Linked DNA regions of Mus musculus: region 1 is linked to region 2. The links are chromatin contacts, called in public Hi-C maps. All regions are on one chromosome and are shown on one strand. Each heading gives the region's core, a stretch centred on a gene start, on an enhancer-like site or on the middle of the called end of the contact. The rest is flanking DNA. Distances are from core to core; before and after follow the strand shown. Region 1 holds the start of Hs3st3b1 (heparan sulfate (glucosamine) 3-O-sulfotransferase 3B1). Region 2 has its middle 80 kb from the start of Gm29958.

What was found. A called contact is a pair of places that touch in the nucleus more often than the background predicts.
Region 1: a contact with region 2 is called in a Hi-C map of the N1E-115 cell line, with 5 times the contacts expected there. The contact joins two enhancer-like sites. A contact is called at or near these places in 7 of 39 promoter capture datasets (the 3T3-L1 cell line, cranial neural crest, frontonasal cranial neural crest and 3 more), 5 of 484 Hi-C or Micro-C datasets (the N1E-115 cell line, embryonic stem cells, liver and 1 more) and 1 of 115 datasets of contacts at active chromatin or transcription factors (embryonic stem cells).

Annotation. Positions count from the first base shown.
Region 1 is chr11:63,915,342-63,922,770 of GRCm38.p6, reverse strand. It overlaps Hs3st3b1 (heparan sulfate (glucosamine) 3-O-sulfotransferase 3B1), which reads left to right and starts at 487. Exons shown (of 2, transcript NM_018805.2): 1 at 487-1,437. The coding sequence starts at 884. Within about 2 kb of position 5,145, at least 16 of the 459 cell types and tissues checked have an H3K27ac peak or open chromatin away from gene starts, as enhancers often do. A contact at or near this core is called in the N1E-115 cell line, where this site is marked.
Region 2 is chr11:63,695,906-63,702,494 of GRCm38.p6, reverse strand. No RefSeq gene overlaps it. Among named protein-coding and RNA genes, the nearest start is that of Gm29958, 80 kb to the right of the region's middle. Within about 2 kb of position 2,299, at least 1 of the 459 cell types and tissues checked has an H3K27ac peak or open chromatin away from gene starts, as enhancers often do. A contact at or near this core is called in the N1E-115 cell line, where this site is marked.

The DNA of each region.
Region 1 (7,429 bases), core at 3,896-6,395, 220 kb before region 2:
ACGTCTGGTCGGCTTTCCCTCTTCCATCCCTGTCTCTTTTCTGCAGCTTTTACACTCAGGAGCCGGATGGCGGGACCCTTGGATGAGGACTGGCATCTTTGTCACATAGGCAACTATAGCCAAGACTGGCCTCAGAAGCGAGTGTGGAAAAGCGCGCGTGTATAAGAGAGCGCCACTCAACCGGGTGGGACCTCTTTCAGCGTTGGGTCACTCCAGCATCCTCACCATCTGCTCCTGTCACCAGCCGATGGCCTCGCCTCCCTGAACCCGCCCCTTGAATTCTGAAGCCAATAGCAACCCCATACTGCTCTACCCCCCTTCGCGAACCCTTTCCACACCCCCACGTTCCGAGAGACGATTGGCTGTTTCGACTTGGGTGAAGCTCCGGCATTTGCATGCTGCTCGCGCCTCCTGGTAGGTAGCGCAGCCCGTCACTCGGAAGGCCGGGACCGCCCACTCCACCTCAGTGCTGGGCTCTCTTCCTGCGCAGTTCTCCGCCGCAGCCTCAGCGGGCAAGCGCCGGGGCTGCTCTCAATCTCCTGGCTGCGAGGAGGCAGCCCCGGCGAGCTGTCGTGCGCCCCGTCCAGAGTTACTGAGTGCGGGGCACAGCGTAACTGACAGCGCGTCTGCTCACAGTTCCCGTCGCCTGGACTTAGCTTTCCAACCCCGGCTTCTCGTGGGCATCATGTCAAGAGCCGTCGCCGCTGCAACCGCCGCCGCCACCCGGGGAAGAGCCGCAGCCTCGGCAGCCGCGCGCGCAGGAGGGCAATAAACCGAATCACTCCGGGCTCAAAGTGGCAGGGGACCGTCGCGGTGCTCTCTGTTCCGGCGGGACTCCTGCCATGTGCTGAGCCATGCCCCTGGCCGCGCCCGCGGGCCGCGTATGGGGCAGCGCCTGAGCGGCGGCCGGTCCTGTCTCGATGTCCCGGGCCGGTTCCTGCCGCAGCCGCCGCCGCCCCCGCCGCCGGTGAGGAGGAAGCTCGCGCTGCTCTTCGCCATGCTTTGCATCTGGCTGTACATGTTTTTGTACTCGTGCGCCGGCTCCTGTACCGCCGCTCCCGGCCTGCTGCTCCTGGGCTCGGGGTCCCGCGCTACTCACGCTCAGCCAGCCCTGGTCACAGCTCCGAATGAGACATCCCCTAAGATGCCCTTCCGGGCACCTCCGGCCAATTCGCTGGCTGCAGGCAAGGATAAGACAGTAGGCGCTGGGAGCCAGGAGGAGCAGAGTCCAGAGGCGCCGGACTCCCCCAGTCCCATCTCCAGCTTCTTCAGCGGCGCTGGGAGCAAGCAGCTGCCGCAGGCCATCATCATCGGGGTGAAGAAGGGCGGCACGCGGGCATTGCTGGAGTTCCTGCGCGTGCACCCCGACGTGCGCGCCGTGGGCGCCGAGCCCCACTTTTTCGACCGCAGCTACCACAAGGGTCTTGCCTGGTACCGGTGAGTTTCCTCTCCAGGGGCCGCTGCGCCGGCCGTGATCCCGACCGTGAGCCCCCACCGGCCGTTGCGCGTCAGGTGGGGAGGGAAGCAGGGGTACAACTTCCGTCAATTTAGGGCGGGCGGGGACCAAAGTGCGACCGCACATTGCTGGTGGACAGTTGGGGAGAAATCAGATGCTCCGGAGTAGGCTGAGACAGCCACCTACAGAAACTTTTAGCTTGGCACCGTTGGCTGGTATGCTGCGCCCTAGAACCATTTAGGTGATCTCTCCACAAAGACACCCACCCGGCAGCTACTGGGAAAGCGCCGGAGGAACCGGTTACCTTTTGGCTGTGGCCGCATCCCACGCGAATAACTCGGAGTGGTTAGGATTTTGTCTCTCTTGCAGCCAGGGACGCGGGGAGGAGTGTTGTGCGCCTCTGGGTCACAGCCTTTAACGAGCACCAACTGCTAGAGTCGCTTCTGCTGCCCAGATGGGGAGAGGGGCGCAGGCTAAGGCTCAGAGCCAAGGGTGTTTTGAGTCTAACTTTTTGTTACAATTCTTCTTGTTGCCGCAACCCGAAGGGGGTCTGACCCGCTCAGCTTGCGAGGCGCTTGTGCTAGGGAGGGTAACCGGGAGGCTGCGCGACTTTGCTGGCTGCGGCGCGCCGGGCGTGGAGCTGTGCTGGTCCCTGTCGGGCAAAGGCGCGCACTGCAGCGCGCAGCCTCTTTGAAGGCTTCTGGGCGCCCGAGGCGCTGCCGGCGCAGCCGCTTCGCCTTCCCGGTCTCGGTGCTGGGAGCGCCAAGACAAGGACGTGTATTTCTGCGGACCTGGTACATGTCCGACCTCAAAGAATATCCCTGGGCCATTGATTGAGAAATGAGGGTTGTTTCGGGGTCGTGGCTTCCGGCTGTGAGCCCAGTTCTAAAGGGACCGAGGCTCCCGGGTCACATTCACGACCTCTGCCCACTGCATCCCGGGCTGCTGGTTTGGTGTGAGTTGCTGGAGGGGTCACACCCCAGTTTCCGGAAACCCAGCCGGGTCCTCAGCGCTTTAGGTCATCACCCAGCATTAGCGTCTCCCTCGATTTTTTTCCCCCCAGACCCAATTACTTTCAAAGAGCATCAGGATTTCCGAAAACAAGGAGAAACACGAACCGAACCCGGCTCTCTGCCTCGACCATACTTTCTAGGACACGGATGGCGTGGCAAATAAAAGGGCCTGACCCTGAGGATTAAAGCAGCTTCCTTCCCAGCCTCTCTCGCCCCCTCCCCTTTGTTCTTTACTACTATTATTATTATTTTAAATTGGGAAGAGTTGCCCAAGTCTGGAGGTTTAAGCCAGCAGTGACGGTCTCCTTTCTCACAGTTCCCAGAACACTGCGGGCTAAGAATGGAGACTCCGGGTGCAACGCTCGGATTCTCGTCCGATGAGTCCTGGGTCTCATCCGGGCACTGGGAATAACTTGGATTCTGGCTGGGCCTGGAAGGGTGAATCCTTGGGTGCAGCCAGGAGCAGTTTACCACGGGGGCCTTCGCTATCTGTAGGCTGTTGCCATCGATGTGTTGTTGATGCCATTACCTCTTTGCCTCCACTCGTCCTGTACACAACGGGCTCCTGGGATAAGGTTCCGAGGACCTGGTGGCAGGCTAATCTTTAGAATCATTTCTGGCGGAGCCGAACCCGAGGCAGCCTGGGTCTTTTTTTTTTTTTTTTTTTTAACCAGACCCACTCGGGCTGGGTTGGTAGCAAGTGGCGGGCGAGTCGCTGAGCCCTTGAAGGTTTTAGAGGCACCTGGGGCAGGTGGTGGAAATCCCCACTGGAAGATTCACACAGAGGCGGCGGCAGAGGTGGCTGCCTCCACCTGCCACCGCCCTTGGGGCTCTGGAGGCCCTCGCTTCTCTTGGGCGGCGACGGAGAGCACAGCCGAAGAGCTTGGCGGGGACCGGCGACCCGAAACCGCGCCGCCAGCAGCCATGCGGGCCACCCGGGTTCCAACAGGCCGCGGGGGGCCGGGGTCCTTTTCCTTCGGAAGCCATAGGGAGGCACGGGCCTCGCGGCGGTGACCTGGTGATCTAGCTGCAGTAGCAGTAGCGCAAGTGTCCTGTCCGCGCGGCCTTCCCTGGCTGTCCCACCAGCGACCAGTGTGCCAGCAGAGTTACTGAATATTTTCTTAAAAGAAAAAAAAGTTAATGCTGTTTATTTAGAGCTTATAAATCATTTTAGACTGTTCGGAGTGCCTGGAGCAATGTAAGGACTTCACGATTTATTTGAAAGCAACCTTGAAAGTCTAAATCCAACAGGCTCAGGAGCCGCTGACCCAGAGGGCTGCAACTATCCCTTCCCGGCTGGAGTCCACCGGGCACTCAAGGCTGTGCTCCAAACCAGGCCTGTAGGGTCCCTCCTTCTCTGTCCCGAGATAGGCCACCCGCTGGAGAACAGCATAAATAATGATTAACTAGAATGTTGTTGCAAGGCACAATCTTGGTTAAAACAAGTCCTCAAAGCCGAAGTGTGAGCAAGGCGAGGCGCTTTTAAGGCCTTTGAGACAAAATGGGAGGGTGTGTGGAATGGATGGTTGAGTTCTGGGGTCAGCGGGCAATCGGTTGTAGAATGAGGGTCGTGGCTGTGTCTGAGCGAGTTGTTAATGAGTTTAATGGGTTAATACACAGACCTGCCAGGGGCCCAGAGCCTCGTGGATTTTCCTGGATGCCAGGGAATTTGCAGTCCTTACAGCTCCCTACCAATGCACCATCAGCCAACGTGGGGGTGGGGGTGGGGGTGGGGTAGGGTGTGTGGCAGAATCCTGGGAGGTCAGAGCCTGCTTTGGTGGCAACTTGGAGCCGACCCTGCTGCCTCCACCACCCAAGTTTGCAAAATCGAAGCTAATATGAGCTAGTTCCAGTCTGTTTGAGGCCCAGTTTGTCCAGAGTTCTGAGCTGACTTTCCAGTTCATATCCAGGGTTCTCTGATCACTTTCCAAACTTAGTGATGTCTAAGGGGCTCATGGGGCTGTGGTGTCTGAGAGGATTGGGGTTAGGAGACCAGAAATTTACAGGCCTTGGAGCAAGCCACCAGCCGGCCTGGTATAAAGATTTAAACTGACAGAGAGACATTGATGTTTTTAAAAAGGATTTCTTCTTGATCCAGCTCAAGTTTTTGTAAATTTCCAAGAATTTGATGACCAGAGTTTAGGAGTTAAGTTAGTCAGACTTTATATGATTGTCATTTGCTCCACAGTAGTGGGAACTTCTTTCAGGTCCCCTTTCAATTTCTGTTGTACAAAATAAGCGGCAGAGGGGGGTGGGGGTAGGGAGTGGGGGGGGGCGGGGAGTGAGTGGGGGTGTCGATCTCTGTGGGTGTGTGTATGTGTGTGACTCGCTCTGTGTGTGTGTTTGTGTCTGTGTGTGTGTGGTTTAACAATACTGTTAAAATGTACTAAACATTTGTTCCAGGCACTGTTTCAAGTGTTATGGTTAGCTGATTTAATCCTCATTACCATCCTGTGAAGTGGATACTTTGACAGGTGACGAAACACAGGCCGGAACAGAGAGGTTAATCAACTTGCTCAAAGTCTCACAGCTAGAAAGTGACAAGAGTTCTTCCAACAGGACAGCCTTCTGTGCCAGGCTCCCTGACTTTAGTGACTAAAACGTGCTGTTAGTCATGTGTAATTCTTCAAAGTGATGTCTGCTCTAATAGTGTTTGAAGGTTTCCTGCCTACCTCCGGTGGCCCCCGTGCCGAGTGCCCACTTTGTCATTTATCTTAAAACCTTTGTAATGTGGGGACAATTGACTGGGAATCATCTTGCACTGGTTTCTAACTAGATGAGGATAATCATACCACTCTGGCACTTTTATTTCTCTGCACAGAACAGCTAGAATCAAAGGAGTCATTAAAATGACAAAAATAGCCCTCAAGTATAGTGGTTGAAAAAACAGCCAGTGTCTCCTGGAGGAAACGGTTTATTCAATGCCATTTGCCCTTTTCAGGCTGGGAGGCCCAGGTTAAGTGACATCTTCCTAAGCTCTTTGGAATTAATTTGTTCATTTAAAACGATAGAATGATCCCAAGTGGAGAACGACACCGTGATTACTTTGTGCTCATTAATCAGAAGGCAGATGTGGCTAGAACTCCAGGTTTTCCTAGAGATACTAAAATCCAGTAATAAATGTCTCCCAATGACAGCTGAAAACAGTAATTTCCTCTATATTTTTAGCTGATCTCCTACCTCCACAAGCCTAGTTGGTTTCTAAAAACTTGGTGGCCAGTCTTGACTTCCCTGGAGGCTCTGATCTCACTGGGGATAATCTGTTCCTAAATAATTGTTCTTAGGGTTCTGGTGTTTAACACAAGTCCACGGCTCACTTCCAGGCTGCTGGGAGAAGGTCAGCCATTCACATTGAGATGCAACAATTTGAAACACAAACCATTATGTTAGAATGCTGTCAAGATTTACCAGCAGCACTGTGTAGCATGTGTTGAGCTCTGTTTTTAATTAGGCCCCTAAATTACACCATAAAATGGTTGATTAATCTTTTACAAGTTGGGGGGCAAATATAACATAAATTAACCTAATCATAAGTGTTTTCCCAGATGCTGAGTTAATAAAATTGTCAATATTTAATAGTGGCCTATTAGTTTTAGATAAATAAAATGCCAAAATGTATGAATTAAATTGCATTTATTATCTTTCAAGTGGTAGGTTATTATCCAGCAGGTCTGTCTCTGAAAATGAGTTTTGAGTTCTTATCTTAGGAGACATTCTTAAAAGATAGGCTGCTACTACAGTAAATAGAAATTAAATGCTGGCTACAGTAGATTTTGTTTTTTTTTAAAGGAATCTGCTCATTAAAAAAGCAGTAGTTTAATGTCCACTAATAATGACAAGATGTATTCTCCCAGTCTGCAGTCTCCCATTTGCCTCTGCAAAGCGATCTTACACATCTCTTGTTTCTTTGATTTTTTTTTAATGTTTTGATAACCAGCACCTCACAAATTCTCGTTCTAAATAGGCATGCTTCCGTCTAAACCCTTCAGTTTAAAACAAATTTAACACAAGGTTTTCTTTTTTTTCTACAAAATGACTATTCAAGTCACTAAAACTATTTACAATAAGTTCACTAGGAATAAAAAATAAGCAAATAAATAAATAAACAAATAAAGCAAAACAAACACCACTGGCAGCTCTGAGGTTAGAGGTGCTGTTTTTACCAAGCCTCAAAACTGAAGCCCAGGACCAAGACAGCTTACCCACTGCTCTGGGCCGTTTGGAATGTTCTGTGTTCTCACTCTGTGAACATGGAAGTTAAACTGATGGACAGAAGCACAAAATGCCCACCCTACAGGCACAGCACAACAGCTTCTATTGCTATAAAGAGAGCTTCATCGGAACTTCACCTCTCACGTCAGTCAACAAGACTATTTCAGAGAGTAAGAGAAACTTAAGGGCGGGGCTGGTGGGAGAGGCTCCACTCCCCCAAGTACATGGCATAGTGTCAAGGGTAATGAGAGCCTATCCTGCCTTCCTCAACTGACAAGAAAGAAGAGATGGGGTACCAGTGTCATTGAAGACCAGAAAAGTTTTTTTATACTTAAATCGTTACCTTGTTAGGACTGTCTTATTCCTTGTTCTCCAAGACTATCCAAACTCAAATAAAAACGGCTGCTTCTGCATGCCAGACTAGTTCTTCTGGCCCAGAGATAGGGGAGGTTAGCTGTGAGAAGCAACAATTATTCTTAGTAACTTGATAGTAAATTCCATTATAGCCAAGAGGCTAAGTGTTACAACATCCCTGCGGCTCAAGAACCCCACAGCAAAGTTTTGTGCAGAGGAGGAGTGGCTTTCTCTATTTAAAATTCTTTTATATCTGCACCTCACACACTCGGCGGGTCGTTTGACAAATATTTAGAAAATAGTTTGTTATTGACTCACTCAAAAACTTGCTTCCCTGTGACGTGTAAGAAGCATGGCTAAATGAAGCTGTACTGCTCCATCTTTGCCCCCACAA
Region 2 (6,589 bases), core at 1,050-3,549:
TATATGTATATGTGTCCCCCACACACCAACTTTTCCTTATCAGTTTACTGGTTAATGGTAATCAAGTAGGTTAATTCCAGTTCTTTCTCACAGTGAATAAAGTGGCAATAAGCCTGGAGGGCAAAGCCCTCCATGGTAGATTATGGAGTTCTCTGGATGTAGACAGGGTGAAGTAGCTGGGTCATATGCAAATTCTATTTTTAGAATAGATTTTCTCTCTCTCTCTCTCTCTCTCTCTCTCTCTCTCTCTCTCTCTCTCTCTCTCTCTCTCCAGTGTCTATTTGATTTATCTGTGCATCTGCTGATCAGCAATTTTTATCTTGGTATTTAATTTCTACTATTCTTTTAAGTTCTGGACATTAGCCCCTTGTCTGAAGTGCGTAGGATACGTATTTTTCTCCCATTCTCTAAGCTGTCTGCTAACTTGTTGAGCATGTCCCCTGCCGCACTGAAGCTTTGTATTTTTCTGTGGTCCATCTGTTGATACTACAGTTAGTCCCAGGGCTATTGGTGTTCTATATAAAAAAGGTCCTGACTTCTTGTCTCTAAGGTTATCCATACCCTGTGTTTCAATGTTGCAATGTTCTAAGTTTTGAATTAAGATCTTTAATCCATTTTGAATTGATTTTTTTTGTACAAGTTGAAAGATAAGGATGCATTTCATTCTGCAGGTACAAGTCCATTGTTGCCTGCATGGTTTGTTGAATGGGCTTTTTTTTCCGATGTATGTTTTTGTTTGCCACCCACACCTTTTTTTTTTTTTTTTTTTTTTTTTTTTTTTGTCAGAGATGAAGAGGACCTGATTCTGTCATTTTACTTCTGATCCCTTGATTCTATTCTGCTGATCTTTGCATCCATTTTTATGCCAGTACCAGGGTATGGTCATGACTACAGAGATATAGCAGGTTGGTACTGTAACATGGCCTGCATTGTTCTCAACCCTTAAGATTGTTTTGACTATCCATGGTCTTTTATGGTTCCAAGTACTTTTTTGGGGGGTTTTTCAAGACAGGGTTTCTCTGTATAACTCTGGCTGTCCTGGAACTCACTTTGTAGACCAGGCTGGCCTCGAACTCAGAAATCCGCCTGCCTCTGCCTCCCAAGTGCTGTGATTAAAGGCATGTGCCACCACGCCCGGCTCCAAGTACTTCTTATATTGTTTTCCTACACCTGTGAAATATGGCACCAACATTTTTATAGATATTGCATTAAATCTATGAATTCATTTGTTATCTAAGCATTTTTTTACATTATTAATTCTCCTGTCCAAGGAGCAAGGAATCTTTTTCTATCATGTAGTATATTTTGTGATCTCCTTTGTCAGTATCTTGAATATTTATTTATTTATTTTTGTTTTAGAAGTCTTTCATTTCTTTAGTTAAATATATTCCTTTTTGTTTGTTTTTTAAATAAAGTCTCTTTTTATTTTACTTTATTTATATGAGTACACTGTCACTCTTTTCAGACAGACCAGAAGAGGGCATTGGATCCCATTACAGATGGTTATGAGCCACCATGTGGTTGCTGGGAATTGAACTCACAAACTCTGAAAGAACAGTCAGTGCTCTAAATCACTGAGCCATCTCTCCAGCCCCAGTTAGATATATTCCTAAATACTCACATTGTGGAGTTATTTTAAATGGGATATTTTTCTTAATTTCTTTTTGTGAAGTACACTGTTGGCATAAATGAAAACTACTGGTTTTTGTGTGTTTGCTTGGTTGGTTGGTTTTTACAATGGTTTTGTGTCCTGAACCTTTACTGTGATTGTTTATCAGGTTCAAGAATTATCTAGCAAACTCAATAATATCTTTTAAGTAAAAGAGTCCTCTCATCTGCAGGTAGGGATGGTTTGACTCCTTTCTTTCTTATTTTTAGCCCCCTTTCTCTCTTTCTCATTTCTACTTTCTACAGCTAAGACTTTAAGCACTGTATCAAATAAGAGAGGAGAGGGTGGTCATTTTTGTATTTGTTGTTGTTGTTGTTGTTGTTGTTGTTGTTGTTGTTGTTGTTGTTGTTTTTGGATTGGGGAAATGAAAGGGATGGTTCTGAGACTGATCAGGAATCTATGTGTGAATGCTGAAGGTCCTGTTCTCTAATTGGTTCTTGACTGATCTATAAAGATGATAGCAGTCAATGGCTGGGAGGAAGAGGTGGAACTTCCAGGTTCCTGCAGGCGTGCTAGGAGACACTGGGGGAGGAAAAAGAATTTTCTGTGCTTTGAAGGGAGAGAGAGCCACCAATCATGTGAGATTTCTGGTAGAGTGGCCATTGGCTGCATCCCCGACTGGGCCTGGGGTAGCAGGCAGGAGGTTAGAAATGCAACTAAGCTGAGGGCAGATTTAGGATGCCGAGCAAGAAGAAGTTAAGGCAACTAAGTTGAGAGCAGACTTAGAGATGTTGAGCTACGAGTGAAGGTAAGGGCACATTAGCCATGGGAGGCTTAGAAGTGGCCAACCATTAAGCTAAAAAGCATATTAAAAATAAGCTAGTGTGTGTGTGTGTGTGTGTGTGTGTGTGTGTGTATGTGTGTGTGTATGTGTGTGTGTTTATGTGTGTGTGTATGTGTGTGTGTATGTGTGTTTGTATATGTGTGTGTGTGTATGTGTGTGTGTGTGTATGTGTGTGTGTGTGTGTTTCATCCATGGATCCAAGGGAACCTGGGCAGGGCTGATAGTGTGGTCCACCGGAGTTCAAAGCTTGGTAGTAGGAACTACACGTTATGAGGAAATGCTTTTGGTTTCTCTCCAACAAGTATAATAATATTGGCTATGGGTTTGTTGTATATAACTTTTCCTAAAGTCTCCACAATTTTATTTTCATCACAAATGCCATTTTGGCAATGTCTTTTCAGCATCAACAAAAATAATTAGGTGGTTTCTGTACTTGTCTACTTCTATGTTGTACTACTTTTGTTGATTTAGGTGTGTTTAAGCAACCTTCGGGGATGACACGATTATACATTACTTGGTTGTAATGTATACTCTTCTTAATTTGTTCCTGGATTTGGTTTGCAAGTACTTTGTTGAGAATGTTTGCATATGTTCATCAAATAAACTAATCTATCATTTTCTTTTTTTGTAGTGTCTCCTTGTTTGTCTTTGTAGTGCAGTTAGTTTTAGTATCAGGATAATGCTGGCTTAAAAAACGAATTTTGTAGTGTTCTGTCTCTTTTGATTATGTGGGGGGAAAAATAAAGAATTAGTCCAAGGATTTCCATGTAAATTCAATATAATTTAGCAGTAAATCTGTCTGGGCATTTCTTTCAAGGTAGGGGTTTAATAATAGCCTCGGCCTCATTGTTTGTAATAGGTCTATTCAAGGTACTTATATCTTCAAGGCTTAATTTTGGTAAAATAGAAATACTTCTATTTCTTCTGGGTTATCCAGATTTTCACTAAAAGTTTTCATAGTCATTTTTACTGTACCATATTTCACTAGAGTTCGTTGTAATGACCCCCCTTCACCTCTGATTTTACTAGTTTACATATTCTTGATCTCTCTTTTTGTCAGAGTAGCTGAGAATTTGTCAATCTTATTAACTTTCTCAAAGAACCAAGCCTTTGTTCTCTTAATCTCTATTTCATTAATTTCTTCTCAATCATTTTTAAATTCTTGCTGTCTATGATATTTCAGAGTGATTATTTTTTTAATTTTTGGAGCATATAGTTTGGTTATTTACTTGATATATCTCCGATTTTTTAATATGAATACTTGTCACTATAAATTTTCCTCTTAGGGCTGCCTTGGCTGCATCCCAGAGATTCTTATAGGATGTATTTTCATTATCACTTGTCTCTAGGGTCTTTTCTTTTCTTTTTTTTTTTTTTTTTTGTTTTTTTTGTTTTTTTTGTTTTTTTGTTTTTCAAGACAGAGTTTCCCTGTGTAGCCCTGGCTGTCCTGGAACCACTTTGTAGACCAGGCTGGCCTCGAACTCAGAAATCTGCCTGCCTTTGCCTCCCGAGTGTTGGGATTAAAGGCGTGCGCCACCACGCCTGGCTTCTTTTTTATTTATTTTATTTTATTTTATTTTATTTATTGTGCTCATTCAAAAACATGTTATTTAACAACCAAGTATTTTTGTGGTTTCTGTAAGTTATCTTGTTATTGATTTATATTTTCATTATCTTATTATTGATTTATATTATTATTTGCATTATGATCTGATAGGATATAAGAATGTTGATACTTGCTTTTATCTTATGATGCTCTCTGTTTTGAGAAGGTCCTATGTACTGCTGAGAAACTATGTATTCCAATCTGTTGTGTAGAATATTTTCTACAAAGTCATACAGAAAAATTTCCTAATCTAAATAAGGAGGTTCCTATCAAAGTACAAGAACTAGATAGAACACTAAATAGACTGGACCAGAAAAAAAAAGTCCCATGACTCATACCAATCAAAACACATATAAAACACCTCAAGCAAGCAAACAAAAAGAATATTAAAAGCTTCAGGGAAAAAGTCCAAGTAACATACAAGGGCAAACCTATTGGAATAATACCTGACTTTTCAGTGAAGGCTCTAAAAATTAGAAGAGTCTGAATTGATGTTCTAGGAATTATAATAAACTACCAATGCCAATAAGACTACTATATCCAGCAAAACTTTCAATCACAATAAATGGAGAAAGCAAAACATTCTATGATAAAGTTAATTTTAAGCTCTATCTATTATCTATCTATCTATCTATCTATCTATCTATCTATCTATCTATCTATCTACAAATCTAGCTCCGCAGAAGACACTAGAAGGAAAACTTTAATCAGAATTGGTTAACCATGCCCAAGAAAACACAAGGCATTTCAGACCAGCAAATCAAAAGGGAGGAAAAAGCCAACACTATAACCAACAAAATAATAGCAATCAACAAACAGTGTTCACTGATAGCTGCGAACATGAATGCCACAGACTAGCCAGGTGATGGGATGCACACCTTTTATCCTAGCACTTGGGAGGCAGAAGCAGAAGAATTTCTGTGAGTTTGAGGACAGCCTGGTCTAAAGAGTGAGTTTCAAGACAGCCAGAGCTACATGGAGAGACCTTGTCTCAAAGAGCCAAAAAAACAAACAAAACAAAGCAAAGCAAAACAAACAAAAAACAAAAAAACAAAAACACAACAGAACAAACCAAACCAAACCAACTAACCAATCAACCAATCAAAATATGCAGACTTGTAGGATGTTTTAGAAAACAGGACCCAGACTTATGCTGCATCCAAAAAGCATATCATACCATTAAGGATACACATTACCTCTGGGTAAAAAGAAAAAGATATTTGAAGGAAATAGACCCAATAATCAAGCCAATGTAGCCATTTTAATATATGACTAAAACAGAAAAAAATAGACTTCAAACCAAAACTAATCAGGAGAAAGATAAGGAAGAACAGTACACAGTCGTGAAAGGAAAGATCCATTAATGAGACATTGCAATTATGAATATCCATGCACCAAAACCAAGGGAACGCAAGTTCAAATCAAAACACTATTATAGCTAAAATCATGTATTTATGGAATTCCTGTGAGTATTAGCTTGTGTGTCTCTGCATCTATGTGAATGTCTTATGCTTTTCCTGTGTCTCGTTTCCTTCCACTTGTTTGTTTTGTCCTGTTCTGAATTGTTTGCTTTTGTTTTATTTTATTCTATTCTTATTCTTTAGATACTTCGTTGTTGGGTGTTGGGCTGTCCATCTGTCTCACTGGGGTCCCCATCCATGTTTTCCTGGATGAGAAACAGTGAGGTCTGGTACAGATGCTGTGCTACTTAATCTCCTGTGTACCCAGATGCTGCTCTGAGAATGGTGGATCTTGGGTCCATGCTCTCCCTAAGCACTAGGCAGGAAGGGTATGGCTGAGCCTGGGTCTGGGCAGAATCTGATTTGGTTCCAAGTGAGTGCCAAGAGAATGCAGAGGGGCTGGAAGAGAGAAGGCCTTTTCTGTGAGAGCAGCTCTCCCTCCAAGGAGATCCTTGATGAAGGAGATGATCCTTGCTTGTCCAAACTGCTTTATTCATGGCGGATGTGAATGCATATGTCTTACTCGGGCTAAACCAGGAATTAAATACTTTTTTGCAGGAAGGGATGTCCAGGAAGGGAAGCTCACTGGCTGAATACTTGGTGGCTATCTAGATACCTTATCATCATGGAGAACTCCAGGTTTTTATGCTCTGTGACCTGTTGTCATGGTCTTCTCAGTGGGGTGTCATGATTATAAGTTTCAGAACAAATAGAGCCTGGCTGGTAGCTGGTTCTATACCTGCCATTCTCAATTATGAGATTCTCTAGGATTTTTTAACTTGCTCCAAGCTTACCAAAATTTTTTGTCAGATAGCATGTTCTGCTTGCCCTGCAGATGTGTGTGATTTCAGATGAGTGGGAAGTGGGAGGATCTCAGAGAAGTAGGGAGGGGAACTTTAATCAGAATATACTATATGGAAAAAAAATCTATTTTCAATAGAAGAAAAGTGAGGTGGGGAGTACCAAGGTGACCAGATGGAGTCCAGACCTTAACAACTCTTGGATTCTATGGACCTGCTGGAGCCAGATACCAAAGTTCAGACCCATTGATATCCATTTACTACCAGGGT